2 separate regions of the Mus musculus genome follow, and region 2 is linked to region 1. The links are chromatin contacts, called in public Hi-C maps. All regions are on one chromosome and are shown on one strand. The core of a region is the stretch at or near the end of the contact, and the rest is flanking DNA. Distances in the headings are between cores, read along the strand shown. Region 1 overlaps Hormad2 (HORMA domain containing 2). Region 2 has its middle 14 kb from the start of Ap1b1.

Region 1 (7,439 bases), core at 3,388-5,887:
GTTATCCTTTCAGAGATGACTCAAGCTATTGGCACAGGATCAATAAATGACAGAGATTAGGTTGATCTGAAAAGGTTGTCTCCTGGTTATTTACGAGAATGAGGTCAGAGAGCCCCACAGTTTTCTCAGTGACTTGATGTTAGGCAGCAGCCAAGCCATAAAACAGTGGGACCTTGGGCATGCCTTTCTACACTATGAACAGTGGAGAACTGGCATAGTAGTGAAAGTGTAATAATCACTGCTATGTGATCTGATGAGAAATGTCCCTCAGAACATTTGGACGCTTGGCCCCCGTTGGTGGCACTGTTTGGGGATGTTGTGGAACCTGTAGGAGGAACCTGACTGGAAGAAGTTTGTCACTAGGGTGGACTTTGGTAGTTTATAACCTCATTTCCACTTCCAGTTTGCTCTCTCTGCTTTGGGTTTGTGGTTGAAGATGTGAGTACTCGGTTTCCTGCCCCTGCTGCCTACCTGCTGCTTGCTATGCCTCCTTGCCATGAGGAATTCCTCTCTGGAACTGTAAGCCAAAATAAACGCTTCTCTAAGTTGCTCTTGGCGATGGCATTTTATCAGAGCAGCAGGAAAGTACTAATACAATCACTGACTTTGTTTGGAGTTTTTTTAAAAAGACTCAAATAGTCTACCGTTTTTTAGTAATTAGATGTGTGCTATGAAAACGTAGCACTTAGGGATTGCTTCCACAGAGAAGAAATGGTAAGTGTTCAAAATATTTTTGTTGGGTCATGGATAGCTTGAAACTTATCATACAAAACGCTCTCTTTTCAAAACCACAGTATCTTTTTTTAAAAGATTTATTATTATATCTAAGTACACTGTAGCTGTCTTCAGATACACCAGAAGAGGGCGTCAGATCTCATTATGGATGAATGTGAGCCACCACATGGTTGCTGGGATTTGAACTCAGGACCTTCGGAAGAGCACTCAGTGCTCTTAACCACTGAGCCATCTCTCCAGCCCCCAAAACCACATTATTCTATATGTTAGCATCAAAACTAATTTAGTCACTTTATTCTCATTGTCAGATTTATCCTGAGGTAAACTCAAGTTTTACCTCTAAAACTACTGATTTCTTTTTTAAAATAAAGTTTATTATTTTAAAAAATCTGCAAATAAATAAAAGATCATGCACCAAAACTAACCAGATTTCAAACTAGGAGAGGTGTGTGCATAGGGAAACATAATAAGAATGAGAAAAACAAATCAGTCCTAATTTAAAAAAAAAAAAATTGAAACTTACTAGAAGAAAAAGATCGGGATAGCTGGTAGTAGAGCACAAAGACTGGGTTCCAGCCCCAGGACTCAGTAAACCAGGCATGGTGCTATCTTGTAATCTCAATACTGTGTATACACAACTGGGGCATTTGGTGAAGGCAGCGGGATCTGAAATTCAAGGGGATTCTCAGCTACATAGTGGGTTCTAGAAACAGCTTAAGGGGGAGAGAGATTCAGAAAAAAGGACCTAAGACCAGTTTGGGCATTAAGGAATTGCTATACACTTGTGTGTAGTAGTTATTCTCCTCACCTGCATGGTTATTTTCAATCTTGCACAGAGAAAATACTAAGGATTTAACAATTTAGTTTTGAATGTCGCCAGTTAGACTAAATACACTGGCTTAGAGAAGAAAAATTCAAACCAAGGGGAAAAAAAGAGGAGAAAGCTAGGAGAGAGACAAAACCGGGTGAGAAAACAAAGGGCTTCTCACTCTGTGTTCGTGTCACAGGCAGAAAGGCCATGGAAGTGGCACAGGTAACTATGTCGTATTTAGGCAATGCTAGTCACTCTACAAGCTAGAAAACAACACGCTTCTCCCAGGAACTCCAAATCCTCATCTCCTTAGGAAATATAGGAATCAACCCAGAGGGTTAAACAGGGCTCTGCTTAGAAAGGACTTTAGAAAAAGTAGAAGTTAGTACAGTGAGCCAAAGAGGATTTCACAAAAGATCTGAACAGCAGCAGGGTCCAGGAGTCACTAAGCAAGCTCAGGAATGTAAAGATGAGAGTGAGATGGAACGCTCTCAGCGTCTATGAGAGCATCAACAGAGGGCGTTCAGTGCTCACGAGCTCAGAGTAATGCTGTAGCTTTTACTTTTCCAGAAGATCATAAGCAAATAATTAGATATTTTATTATTATCATACAATAGTAAATGCTTATTAGTTCTACAATATATATTAATAAATTACTTTTATACATTTATGATTAGGAGAATCTTAATATTGACATGTTATAAAAAATAGCCTCAGTTCTTTTTTTTCTTCGAGACAGGGTTTCTCTGTGTGGCCCTGGCTGGTCTAGAACTCACTTTGTAGACCAGGCTGACCTCGAACTCAGAAATCCGCCTGCCTCTGCCTCCCAAGTGCTAGGATTAAAGGCGAGTGCCATCACTGCCGGCCCGGCCCAATAGCCTCAGTTCTAAACTGCTTTTTTTTTGGTTTTTGGGTGTTTCTAAAAACAAAAAAATCTAGTTTCTAAAAATATTTTCATAATAAAAGACTTGTTTCATTTATAATGAAACATAAAGTTCATGATAAATTGCTCTGTTTATGTGGTAGTCTAGTAACATAATTGATAGCCTCATTTCAGATAAATATACTTAAATATAGTATACATACACTACCCTCTTACCTCAGGTTCCTTGGGATTTGTGTAAAGCTGTTTAAGGGAAAATAAAAAGCACTTAATTTCCAGACTTACTAATTGCTGCTCACTGAATGCACTGTCTTTGTGAAGAGTTTAATTTGTACTGTGCTAACTGAGTCCCGAGCACCAGCTAGGCATATTTCTAGCTAGATATAGGATGAGCTCGTATTTTACTAAAAACTCGGAATCTTTACAACTTTCTATGAACACTAAATATAAGGAAGTTTATAACTGATGCATAGTATTTTTGATTAATATGACTGAACTACAAGTAAATTCATTTGTTTGTTTGTTTGTTTGTTTGTTTGTTTGTTTCAAGACAGGGTTTCTCTGTGTAGCCCTGGCTGTCCTGGAACTCACTCTGTAGACCAGGCTGGCCTCGAACTCAGAAATCCGCCTGCCTCTGCCTCCCAAGTGCTGGGATTAAAGGCGTGTGCCACCACTGCCCAGCTGTACAAATAAATTCTTAACTTGTTATGTCATAAATATTTAAATAATTAATATGTTTTATCAATGGTATCTCAATTTTCTACAATCATTTTATACCTATGGGTATATAAAACTTCAAAAAAAAAGTCCACAAAACTTTCAAACAAAAGACTTTGGATCTGTTACATATCTAAAAATATATTTAAATCCTAAGCATTAATATGATATATTCTCTCATATGATATGTTCTCTCATATAATAATATATATGTCAAAGAAATATACTGAACATTTATAATATCTTAAGTTCTGATATATCCAATTTTGAAATGCTAAAATGTCATAAATCTCACGAGGGGAAGCGGGAAAGATGCCTGTTTAATGCTGTACTTGCCAAAAGTTCATGCAGAGACAGAGACTTGGCCTTTAAGTTTGTACTTACTGTTAATACTGCCATGTGTAGCTTCAAGAGAAAAGAAAACTCTGTTATTATATGTTTGTACTATAGTATTGACAATTCTGATGAAGACTAATTCAAATATTACTTCAGAGAGAAAATATTCAGAAGGTCAGAAAAAGGAACTAATTCACCCATTCAAACAATTTCTATTACAAACACTGGCTTTACTGGGACAAAAGAAGGATTATCAAAAAAAAGTTTCTTATTTTCTAATTCGGGAACCAAAAGATATGCAAAACAATCCATTATTGTTCAAAATTAAATGTACCACAAGAATCCCTAATAAGTACTCCTTTTAAAATTTACCAAGCAAGGTAAACAACTTAGAAACTCTGATGTGTCTCACAAACTCGTGCCTTTCTCTATACATCACAAAACTACAAAGACATTCTCTCAGCTTTAAAGAATATTGAATATACAGACATAAATAGAATCAACACTATGATAAATTCTTAAATATAAAACGTGAGGACCATAATTCTGTAGCAGTTGACTAAAACTTTAGTGCCACCTTGTGGCTATTTTAGCATATAACTGATTTTTTTTTTCTTCTTTATAACTGATTTTTATGACCACACAGTAAAACTATTAATAGTTTATTGTCACATTAAAAGAAGAAAGAATATGGCTAGCCGCTGATCTCAAGATGCATGCCGACTAGAAAGGGGAACTAACAGTAAGAAAATCACATGGCCACACTGTTATACTCAGGGTCTGCTGTGAAGAAACAACACAAAGTGTTAGGGGAACCCTCAAATGAGGGACAATTTTAGCGGCAGGACAAGATGGAGCTAGGCAGGCCATGCATAGGGTCTGGACAGACCTTTTTGAGCAAGAGGAACAGTATGTGGAAGATACTGGCATCCTAGAGAGTCTTCGTGTAGCCTGAGCATGGGAGTGAGGGAGGGTGTCTTAGAAAATCAATAGGGACATTCAGGCCTGCTCGATCGTGCAAACAGCTTTGAACACTTTTTTAAATTCCTGGGAAATTTTTAGGCATAAAGGATAACATGATCAGAGTTCAGTTTCTGAAAGAATGTAGTGTGGTTCACGAGCAGGAATTGTGAGAGATGAGAGGGGCAATAGGGGAAGTACCCAGAATTTCATAACTAGTAAGACCATGTTCTTCAACAGGACATCTTCCAAGGGCACTTGCTACTTGAAACCTGGTTTTACTTGAACTACTCTTTGTTTCTTTGGGTTTTCTTGAGACAGGGTTTCTATATAACAGTCCTGGTAGTCCTGGAACTCACTCAGTAGGTCCCACTGGCCTGAAACTCACAGAGACCTGCCTCTACTTCCTGAGTGCTGAGTTTAAAGGCTTGCGTCACCAGTGACCTGCTTTTTTATTCCTCTTCCTCCTCTTCCTCTTCCCCCACTCCTTTCTTCTTTGTAAGAAACAGGGTCTTGTCACCGCGTGGATGGCCTTGATCAGGACTGTTAGCTGAGATCTCTGGAGTGAAAGAGGGTCTTGTCACGCGTGGACGGCCTTGATCAGGTTAGCTGAGATCTCTGGAGCTGCCCTTCTGAAGGATTCAGAGTTTTTGCATAACTTAGTCCCAAGACATACCTGGCGAACCAGGAAATCTCCTGACTGAACTGCTTAGGTAATCGGCCTTCACACAACTCCTACATCAGATAAGAGGTTTTGCTATGCGGAAATTGTCTTGCTAAAAGTGCCTTTTTTGTGTAACAATAAAGAACTTATGAAAAGTTCCTAGGTGTTCAGTACTTCCGAGGCTAATCCATCCCGCTGCGCTGCCGAGAAGCCAAATTCATCCTGCAATGTCTCTTTCTCAACCCAGACCCCAGACAACCAATAATTTAGCAACAGGTACAGCTGAACCAGTAGATAACTAGCAATCATTAGCCCTCATATGAGCAACACTCACCTCCTGCCATGTCTCTAAGCCCTTCCCTGATCTGTCTTATCTTTGTATCCCTCTGTCCCCTGGGTCAAAATGGAATGAATGTGAGTAACTGTTCACCCAAGGTGGGAAGGAGTGAGGGACTCCGTGACTACATTACTGACACAATGGCAAGCCTCTTCACTGCAGCTTAACGTGGAGCTGACGAGTGAAGACTTGGGGGAATGGAGCAAGCATAGGAGCAGGGGTTTCATTCAGGTGCATCGCATCTCTTCAGCCAGACCTTGAGCCTTCATTCTTCACATTCTTCATTCGTGTCTACTGAAGCATGAGAGAGCATACGCACTTAAAATCTGGGCTGTGTCTTTTAAAAGTTCAAAGTTATACACAGGAGTTATAATTAACAAAATAAAATAGAGTAAAACTTCATTATTTAACTATTTCTTCTTTTCCATCTGCAAACCGAGTCACCGCTATTTAGAACATGTTCAACGTGCTAACTACCAGATTCTTGTCTTCCTTAACCCACATCCTGTGGATCTTGTCCAGTGACTTCAGAGGAAATTCTGTGGTTAAAAAAGATATGCGTATATAAAAAGGAAAACGAAGCTTTCGTTTCTATTTGTTGTAAGGGAGACAACAGTGAGGCGACACAGACAAAATAAAAGAAAATCGACTAACAAATAAAAAAGCAAGCACTGCTATACTGTTAAACACTACAAAATAAAATGTCTAAACTTTTTTAAGGAGTAAAGATGAGTCTTTAATTTGGAGGTAAATTTTCAAAAATTCTTACGTATCTCTTTTCCAAAGCATCAAAACAACCTTGAATCCTGTCAAGAAATAATATCCAATGTCACTTTAGCCCATATGAACAGCCAAAAAAATAAATCCAAGTATGTAATTAGTTTGCACTTCTATTTTGCAGTATATAAATTAACAATCATTCTGCCCGTTCTGTTTAACCACCTTTTAAAACCCCAAGCCATTCCCATATATCTATAGAATATTATAAATAACACACAGCTCTGAAGCACAGAAGTGTTCTCTCTCTTCCCAGCACAGAATGGTAGTAAACACAAAGGTATATAGTGAATAATCGCAGTTAGGATTTTTTTTTCTTTATATAAGTCTATTTTCTTCTAAAATGAAATCAATAGTTTAAAATAATACTGAATAATTGCTACAATTTTCAGGAAAGAGGGCTAATAAAGTATTCTCTTTTTAGGAAAAGATTTTAGAAAATAAAGTTTGATGGGCAATTTTACAGAATTTACTTACCATTTAATAATATGTAATGACCCCGGACACTTTTTGTCTTCCCGGAGAATTTTTAAACTGAGGTCTAGAAAAAAAGAAACATCACTGTTATACTGAAAACTTCATGCTAAATAAAGCATTTCCTTTATTTTTTTATTTGTAAAATTTAGTTTTTCAAGACAGGGTTTCTCTGTGTAGCCTTAGCTGTCCATAAACTCACTCTGTAGACCAGGCTGACCTTGAACTCAGAGATCCACCTGGCTCTGCCTCCTGAGTGCTGGGATCAAAGGTGTACACCGCCACTGCATGGCACGTTTTGATGTTTAAACACCCACTTTATACATGAATCCTATGTGGATAGTTCCCTCAGTCCTAGTTCTGGAGCAGTGTAGCAGACTCCCACTCTGGTCTCTTTTCCTTATCCCATTCTCTCTAAATAATCTAAGATGTCACTGAGACCATCTCAACTAACAAGTTAAACACATTCCTAATTTCATTCTTTATTATTTTCCCTCTTAATGAAAAAATATTAAACACAAATGTGTAAGTTATTCTCAAACATCTCCATGTGAGATCTCCCACTTCCCCATATGAAGGAAGAAAGACATAGTATATAAAGAAATCTGTATAAAGTCACTGACCCATGTATGAGTTAATAGAGGCATCTTAAATCATCAGGTGTTTATAAATTTATGGGTTGGCGTACATGTATGTGCAGTAGAAAGGTGTATGCCACAATGTGCGTGTACAAGTCAGAAGAAAA
Region 2 (7,439 bases), core at 3,633-6,132, 550 kb after region 1:
ACTGGACCTGACCCCTCTCCTCATATTTTGGTGGGGTTTGTGGGGCCATGTGCATGCTAGGCAAGAACTCAGATCCCAGCCCGTCTGAGGAGGATTGCCCAGGACAGCCAGGAAGCCTCGTGTAGCTTGGATATTGGATCTTTCCCTGCTGCAGTAGGATGGTCTCATTTCACCCACATGAGCAGCCCATCAGTGAGTGAGTCTCCTGGAATAAGCAAGCACACACACCCCACTCCCATATATACTTCATCCTTGAACTCGCCCCAGCCAAGCTGCCCCAAACCCAACAGGGAGGTTCTGTTAGTCTCCCCCCCCCCCCCCCCCCCCCCGCTCATGTGGCTCAGAGAGGCCAAGATGCTTGCACAGCAGCTGGGGGTATCACTTAGTCAGTATTAACACAAACCTGCACAAGGCCAGTAGGGCCATCAGATGTGTAATAGAGCCTGGCATGCCAGTTCTGAGGTCTCAGCAGGTGGTCCTCAAACTCAGTATGAGGATAATGATGGCCTTGCATTGATCCTCCTGCCTCCGTGTCTAAGTAACAGATTAATAGGCATATATTATCACACCTGGTTTTACGCAGTGCTGAATATGGAACCCAGGGCCTTGTGCGTACTAGCTAAGTACTCTTATCAAATGAGCTACATCCATAGCCACTTAATTCTTTTTGTTGTTATTTTTGGGGCATGACAGTGTGTGTGTGTGCGCGCGCGCACAAGTGCATACTTGTGCACCTACATACAGATACACTCTCAAAAATGCAGGAAACACACGCTCCCCCCAAAAAGAATAACAGCCTCACTCCTTGGCATGTCAGTCCTCCTCAGGGACCTGCATAGACGACAGTAATGCCTTGGAGTACAGCATCCTCTCAGGACTCCAATTGGTAAGGACCATGAGATCAGCTAGTTTGGGGGACCTAGTTTGCTTTTCTCTTGACTGTGATAAACACTGACCAAAAACAACTTGGAGAAAGAAAGTTTATTTCATCTTCCAGCTCCCAGAGACCATGGGGTACACTGTTTACTGACTTGCTTTTCGTGGCCTGCTCAGCTTGCTGTCTTACACAGCCCAGGATCACCTACCTTGGAATGGAACCTCCCACACTGGGTTCCCATAACAGTTAATGGAGAAATGCTCCAGAGGCCTGTCTATAGGCCAATGTGATGTAGGTGCCCTCTTCTCAGGCGATGCTAGTTTGTGACAAGTTGACAAAAACTAACCAGTATAGGAATTGCTTGGTGAAGAACTGGGCAGGAGGCCAGGGCCAGGGGACACCAAAGCAGCACCTTCCAATAGCAACTGAGAGGCTCTCGTGGTGGGATTTCCTTGTCTGGTGGATTTGCAGAGTGGACATTGAGTTTTGAGCAGGTTGGTTGCTTCTCAATTAGGCATTGGCATAGTTTAGATCTAGAGTGTTCCCCAGTGCCTCTGTGTGGGAGCCCTGGCCAACTCTGTGTGGCCCCCAGTCTGGTGCTTTGGGGAAGGGTGGAACCTTTAAGAGGTAGGGCCAAAACCAGGTGGGGGTGGGGGTGGGGGTGGTGCACACCTTAAATACCAGCACTCTAGAGGCAGAGGCAGAAGGATCTCTGTGAAAGGCCAGCCTGGTCTACAGAGCAAGTTCTAGGACAGGCAGAGCTACACAGAGAAACCCTGTCTTGAAAAACAAACAAACAAAAAAGATAGCTGATGGGACATCTTTGGGTCACTGAGGATTGTGGAACCCTGGTCTCTTCCACTTTCTCTTTCATGTGTTGATTGTAAGGTACCTTATGCTGTGATTTACTGGCACCATAGGCCCAAAGCTGTGAGTTTTGCACGATGAGCTAAAACAACCTTTTCTCTTTATAAGCTGAGTGTCTGGTGCTTCTTATAGTAGTGCAGAGCTGACTGACCTGTCACCCCAACAAAGATTTTGTTTTTGCCTAGCCTCAGTGTGGTCACTCTACTACCCTAATGCCTTGATAGTAATGGACTGAACCTCTGAACCTGTAAGCCAGCCCCAATTAAATATTGTCCTTCATAAGAGTTGCCTTGGCCATGGTGTCTGTTCACAGCAGTAAAAGACAGAAGGGAACAAAACTTGCCCAGTGTCACACTGCTGGAGGCAGCACAGCCATTCACGTCCTCTTTCCTTTTCGTTGAGATACAACCCATCTGACTTGGTACATTCACCATGTTCAAGTACACAGTACAATGGCTCCACCACAGCCACGAGATATGCAGCCATCACCTAATACTAGAGCGCCTTATCTCCTCAAGAAGAAGCCCCATCCCACTGGCCCTCCACCCCTCCCCCTCCTCCTGCCCCTCCCCACTGGCCCCCTCCCGCCCCTCCACCCCTCCCGCCCTGCAATGGTTTGGATAAACAATATCCCCTAAAAGTCCATATATTGGACTCAAGAGTTTGGTCTCAAGAGTGGTGGTACTGGCCAGGCAGTGGTGGCACACTTGGAAGGCAGAGGCAGGTGAATTTCTGAGTTCGAGTCCAGCCTGGTCTACAGAGTGAGTTCCAGGATAGCCAGGGCTACAGAGAAACCCTGTCTCGAAAAACAAAACAACAACAAAAAGAGTGGTGGTACTGGACAGAGTCGTGGACTTTAGTGGGTGAGAATTAGGTCACTTGGGGTATGAGATTGGGATCGTGAGACCCCCACATGTCTGTCTGTCTGTCTCCACCTCCCTCCATCTCTGCTTGCTGACCCATGACATTACAGCTTGGTTCAGTGTTCATTGTTCCTTCCTGTCCCTTCATCCTATTAGTGCGAAAAAGCACCATAAGCAAGGCAACTTAGAAAAGAAAGCTTTTCATTTGGCTTATACTTTCAGAGGGTGAGAGCCCATGACAGCAGAGTTAAGCACGCTTAGCGCTCACATCTTGATCCACAACCACGAGACAAAGAGAGACTGGGAAACTCACAGTCTTTTAAAATCTCAAGCCCATTCCCAGGGACACACCTCCTCCAACAAGGCCACACCTCCTAATTCTTCCCAAACAGTTTTATCAAATGTATGAGTTTATGGGGCCATTCACTCAAACCACCACAGAGAACATAAGCAACCCCTGATCATTTTTTGATTTTGTTTTTCAAGACAGGGTTTCTCTGAGTAGGCCTGGCTGTTCTGGAATTTGCTGTGTAGACCAAGATGGCCTCGAAATCAGAGATACACGGGTCTCTGCCTCCCAAGTGCTGGGATTAAAAGTGTGCACTACCACCTCCCGGCATCCACCCCAATCTTGAATATGAACCTCCAGCTAAACAACCTTTCCTTTTTATCAGTTCATGACCCCAGATCTTCTACCATAGTTACACTGATCTGGCTAACACACTCCAGTTCTCTCCATTCTATAATCCCAGGCAACCGCTAAATCATTCTTTATGGATTTGCCTATTGTGACCATTTCAATAAATGAGATATAAACAATACTTGTCTCTTACTTCTGGCTTCTTTCACTTAGCAAGATTTCAAAGTTCATTCACATTGTAGCATGAACTGGTATTTTTTAAAGATTTATTTATTTATTTTATATATGTGAGTACACTGTTGCTCTCTTCAGACACACCAGAAGAGGCATTGGATCTCATTACAGATGGTTGTGAGCCACCATGTGGTTGCTGGGAATTGAACTCAGGAGCTCTGGAAGAGCAGTCAGTGCTCTTACCCGCTGAGCCATCTCCCCAGCCTGGGAACTGGTTTCATTGCTTTGTATAAATTCAAGTATCTATGCAGTGGAGAGATGCAGACACTTTTTCCATTTACTCAAAACCTAGGTAATTTGTCCCCAAGCCCAGTGCCATTTCAGGTGTGCCAGCCACATGACCTTAGGATCTTAGAAGCTCTGTCATTGGTAGTGACTGTCTGCGTCATCTTGCATATGGCAGTGTTTTGCAGGTTAATGGCTGCACAGTTGAAGACCTGAAGTGTTCTCAAACCAGCAAAAGGCTCAAAGGGCAGGTCGGAGGCAGGAACAGTCACTCAGAAATTAGTGCCTTCAGTCAGGAAGGAAGAGGAAAAGGAAGAAGAAGATGAGGAGGAGGAGAAGAAAAAGAAGACAATTATGCCCACAGCAACAAGGAGACAACTATGACATGTTGGTCAGATGAAGCATTCATTCAAGGCCCCTGAGGGGCTACCAGGACCCCTGTCTAGCACCGTAGGGATTGTAGGTAAAGTTTAGACTCAGGGTGAAGAGTGCTGAGAGATGGGCCCACAGAGCCACTCCTTAACATCAGTAGTGATAATAGCAGGCTGAGGTTGTAGCTCACTTGGCAGAGTTCTTGCCTAACTAACTGGCACGAAGCCCCTGAGCTCAATCTCACCATCGCATCTATGTGAGGCTTAGTGACCCATGCCTGGACTCATACTAGTAGGATCAGATTTTCAAGGTTAACCTCAGTTTGAGACTGTGCCAAAAAATACACACACCACATGCACACACACACACACACACACACACACACACACACACACACACACACACACACTTACTTGTGAAAGCTCAAAACAGCCGTGAAGCTGCCTGGCTCGCCTCGTATGTACTCACTATGCACCTAACCTCCACTAGGGGTCAGGCTTGCCTAGGAGTCACTTCTCTGTTCACATTCATAACAGCAGCTTCTGGGTAGTCCTCAATGTCTACATGCATAAACTGAGGCCCAGAGAGCTGGAGAGGCTTATCCAAGTCACACAGCCATTAGCCGAAACCTTGGTCGGCATGATGATTCACACCTCAGGGCAAGGCTTACACAGAGATGCCTCTTCAGAGAGCCCTCAGCCCTCCCGCGCTTTGGCATTATTGTGAGGGTGTAATCCCAGGAGGCCTGTGAGACCCAGGGCCTGGCACAGAAGCCACATACATTAACCAGCTGTGAACAGGATGATGGGGGTGGAGCTCAGTGACACAGCGCCTCCTGAGCCTGTGTAAGGCCCTGCGTTCCATCCCCAGCATTGAGGAGAAGAGAACAAAATGGCAAAAGTCCAGGACATTTCTGTCTTGTTTGAGACAGAGGGTCTGGAGCGTGTAGACATACTTTTTGGTCAATTTATTGGGTTCTATTATCTCCCACCTTTCCAACCCTTCTTCCACTACAATTCCTTCTAGCCCCCCAACACTAGGCAAGAGAAGAAAGAAAGTTAGAGGGGTAAGGGGTATAGATCTCTTTAGGCTACCTTCTGCTGATCAGGGGCGTTGGTTTCCTTGGAGCAAGTCCAATCTTCTTCATCAGAATATCTCCAACCAACACAGGAAGCAGAAGTAGTAGCAGCAGCCCTACCCCAGGTCCTCTGGGGCTCTGGCATTTACCCTCTCTAGAGTCCCCAGAATTCTAAACAAAACTTTCTGCAGCTGGCAAAAACCATGGCCCTCCTAGAGCAGGAGCCAGTCCTAGCCAGCAGCCATGGGCAGTCTGAAGCAAGCCATATCCTGCGCCTGGGATTAAAACAAAAACACTCACAGGACATGACTAGGGTTTTTTGTTGTTGTTGTTATTGTTGTTTTGTTTTTGTTTTTGCTTTTCGAGACAGGGTTTCTCTGTGTAGCCCTGGCTGTCCTGGAACTCACATTGTAGACTAGGCTGGCCTCGAACTCAGAAATCCGCCTGCCTTTGCCTCCCAAGTGCTGGGATTAAAGGCGTACACCACCATGCCCGGCTTTTTTTTTTTTTTTCCAGATAGCAGTTCTTGAAACCCTGAGTGTAGGACAGTTCAAGGGAGGGGGGCAAGAGAAGTGGGCTCCAGAAGGCCTTACAGAGGAAGCTGGGAGAATCTGAAAGAACAAACAGGAAGAGACTGGCTTCCAGTAGGCCAGGACAAGGAGAAATGCCTGCAGGTTGGGCAGGCAGCTTTGTGGCCAGTTGGAAAGTCCCTGTGTGGCTCTTCCAGGGGGACACCCGAGTCTGTCATGAAATCCTAGTTCCAGACTAGGTATCCTGCTTCCCCAGGGCCTTACCCACAGGGAAGAGGGTGCAGGCTGTGGAGGGAAGTGGAACAGCGTGGTCCAAACCCAAGCCGCAAAGATGTATTTCCCATTCTGCACGGCACATTCTGCAATGATTGATGTCTGTGTACACAGGAAGGGTAAGTGCCTTGCTCAGGTTCACACAGCCTAAAACAGCAAATCCCATGTCCAAGATGCCCAGCCCCTTGTAATCATGAACTAGACCTTCCCCGGAAGTACTGACTTCCTCCCAGCACACATCCTGAGCTGTCTGTATCTTTGTGAAACCAGGACAGCAGCTCTGCCTATCCCAGCGTGGTTGTGTGGATGAAGGGAGGGAGGTATTTGCGTAGTCTAGACTCTAGGGCAGCAGTTCTCAACTTGTGTGTGGAAACCCCACAGAGGCCGCATATCATGTTTACATTACGATTTGTAACAGTAGCAAAAATACAGTTATGAAGTAACAATGAAATAATTTTATGGTTGGGGGGTCACCATGACATGAATAACTATTAAGCATTAGGAAGGCTGAAAACCACTGTTCTAGAGCACCGTGAGTTACAGGCTAATGATCCCAGTGCCACCGCCATTTGCATCATCACTAGGAAGGTAGAAGCCAACTGAATGATTTAACCCGGTTATTGCACGGTGAAGGAAACTGAGGCCAGACAGACAGGGTATATGGATCATGGCTGATAATTAGGAAAGAAACTTCTAAAATCCTCTTGGGTATGATGCCTGTCATCTCCACCCTCCTGCCCTGGCTGGTAATACATTCCCAGGAGTGTAGCCAGGACGCCCAGTTTCACGCGGTGGACTACAGGTAGCCATGGCATCCAGAGTTCAGCTGCGAAGGAAAATCCGCCCTGCCCGGCTAGGCTAGCTGTTGCAGACCCCTCGGGCAGTTCAGCTCCCACCCCCCACCCCCACCCCCACCCCCACCCCCGACTCTTCCAGGGACGCAGCGTCCTCGCAGTTGTCTATTGTTTTGTATTAAGCCTCCTCACCGGTGTCTTTTGCACCTTAAGGACACACTGCCTTCCTAGACGTGACTTTAGCGCCTCCTACTGGGCAGAGCACTAGCTTCCCCTGAAGAGCCCGCTTAGCTCAGCTCAATGGGCCAGCAAAAGTTTCAAGCAAGTTTCTCAGAGCCACACCTGCTCTAGGGGAGCTATGGCCTCATATCGGTGGGGTGGTGGGCTAGCACACACTTACAAAATCCGGTCACATTTTGCGACACCAATTCCAGGTGTTCCACTTATCAAAGTCCCTATAATGGGGGAACATCGGGCATTTTAGTGAGAGAAATGGGGTCTCCCTGTTGAGGTGAGGTCTCAAGATCTTTCCTCCTGACTCAGACTCCCCATTAGCTGAAGCTACACAGCACATGTACACCACACCAAACTAGGATCCTTACCTAAGAGTGTAGGCTTTTTACGTTTATGTTGAAACGCTCTATAGTCCAGCCTGGCCTTGCTCACACTGTGTAGCCAAGGATGAC

Evidence for each region. A called contact is a pair of places that touch in the nucleus more often than the background predicts.
Region 2: a contact with region 1 is called in a Hi-C map of pro-B cells, with 5 times the contacts expected there. The contact joins two enhancer-like sites. A contact is called at or near these places in 2 of 15 datasets of contacts at CTCF or cohesin (embryonic stem cells and pro-B cells) and 6 of 484 Hi-C or Micro-C datasets (the G1E-ER4 cell line, the N1E-115 cell line, cardiomyocytes and 3 more).

Annotation. Positions count from the first base shown.
Region 1 is chr11:4,418,059-4,425,497 of GRCm38.p6, forward strand. Hormad2 (HORMA domain containing 2) reads right to left here. Exons shown (of 11, transcript NM_029458.1): 4 at 6,698-6,761; 5 at 6,213-6,249; 6 at 3,531-3,551; 7 at 2,646-2,672. Among named protein-coding and RNA genes, the nearest start is that of Hormad2, 19 kb to the right of the region's middle. Within about 2 kb of position 4,638, at least 62 of the 459 cell types and tissues checked have an H3K27ac peak or open chromatin away from gene starts, as enhancers often do. A contact at or near this core is called in the G1E-ER4 cell line and pro-B cells, where this site is marked.
Region 2 is chr11:4,968,824-4,976,262 of GRCm38.p6, forward strand. It overlaps a transcript of Ap1b1 not described here. Among named protein-coding and RNA genes, the nearest start is that of Ap1b1, 14 kb to the right of the region's middle. Within about 2 kb of position 4,883, at least 67 of the 459 cell types and tissues checked have an H3K27ac peak or open chromatin away from gene starts, as enhancers often do. A contact at or near this core is called in the G1E-ER4 cell line and pro-B cells, where this site is marked.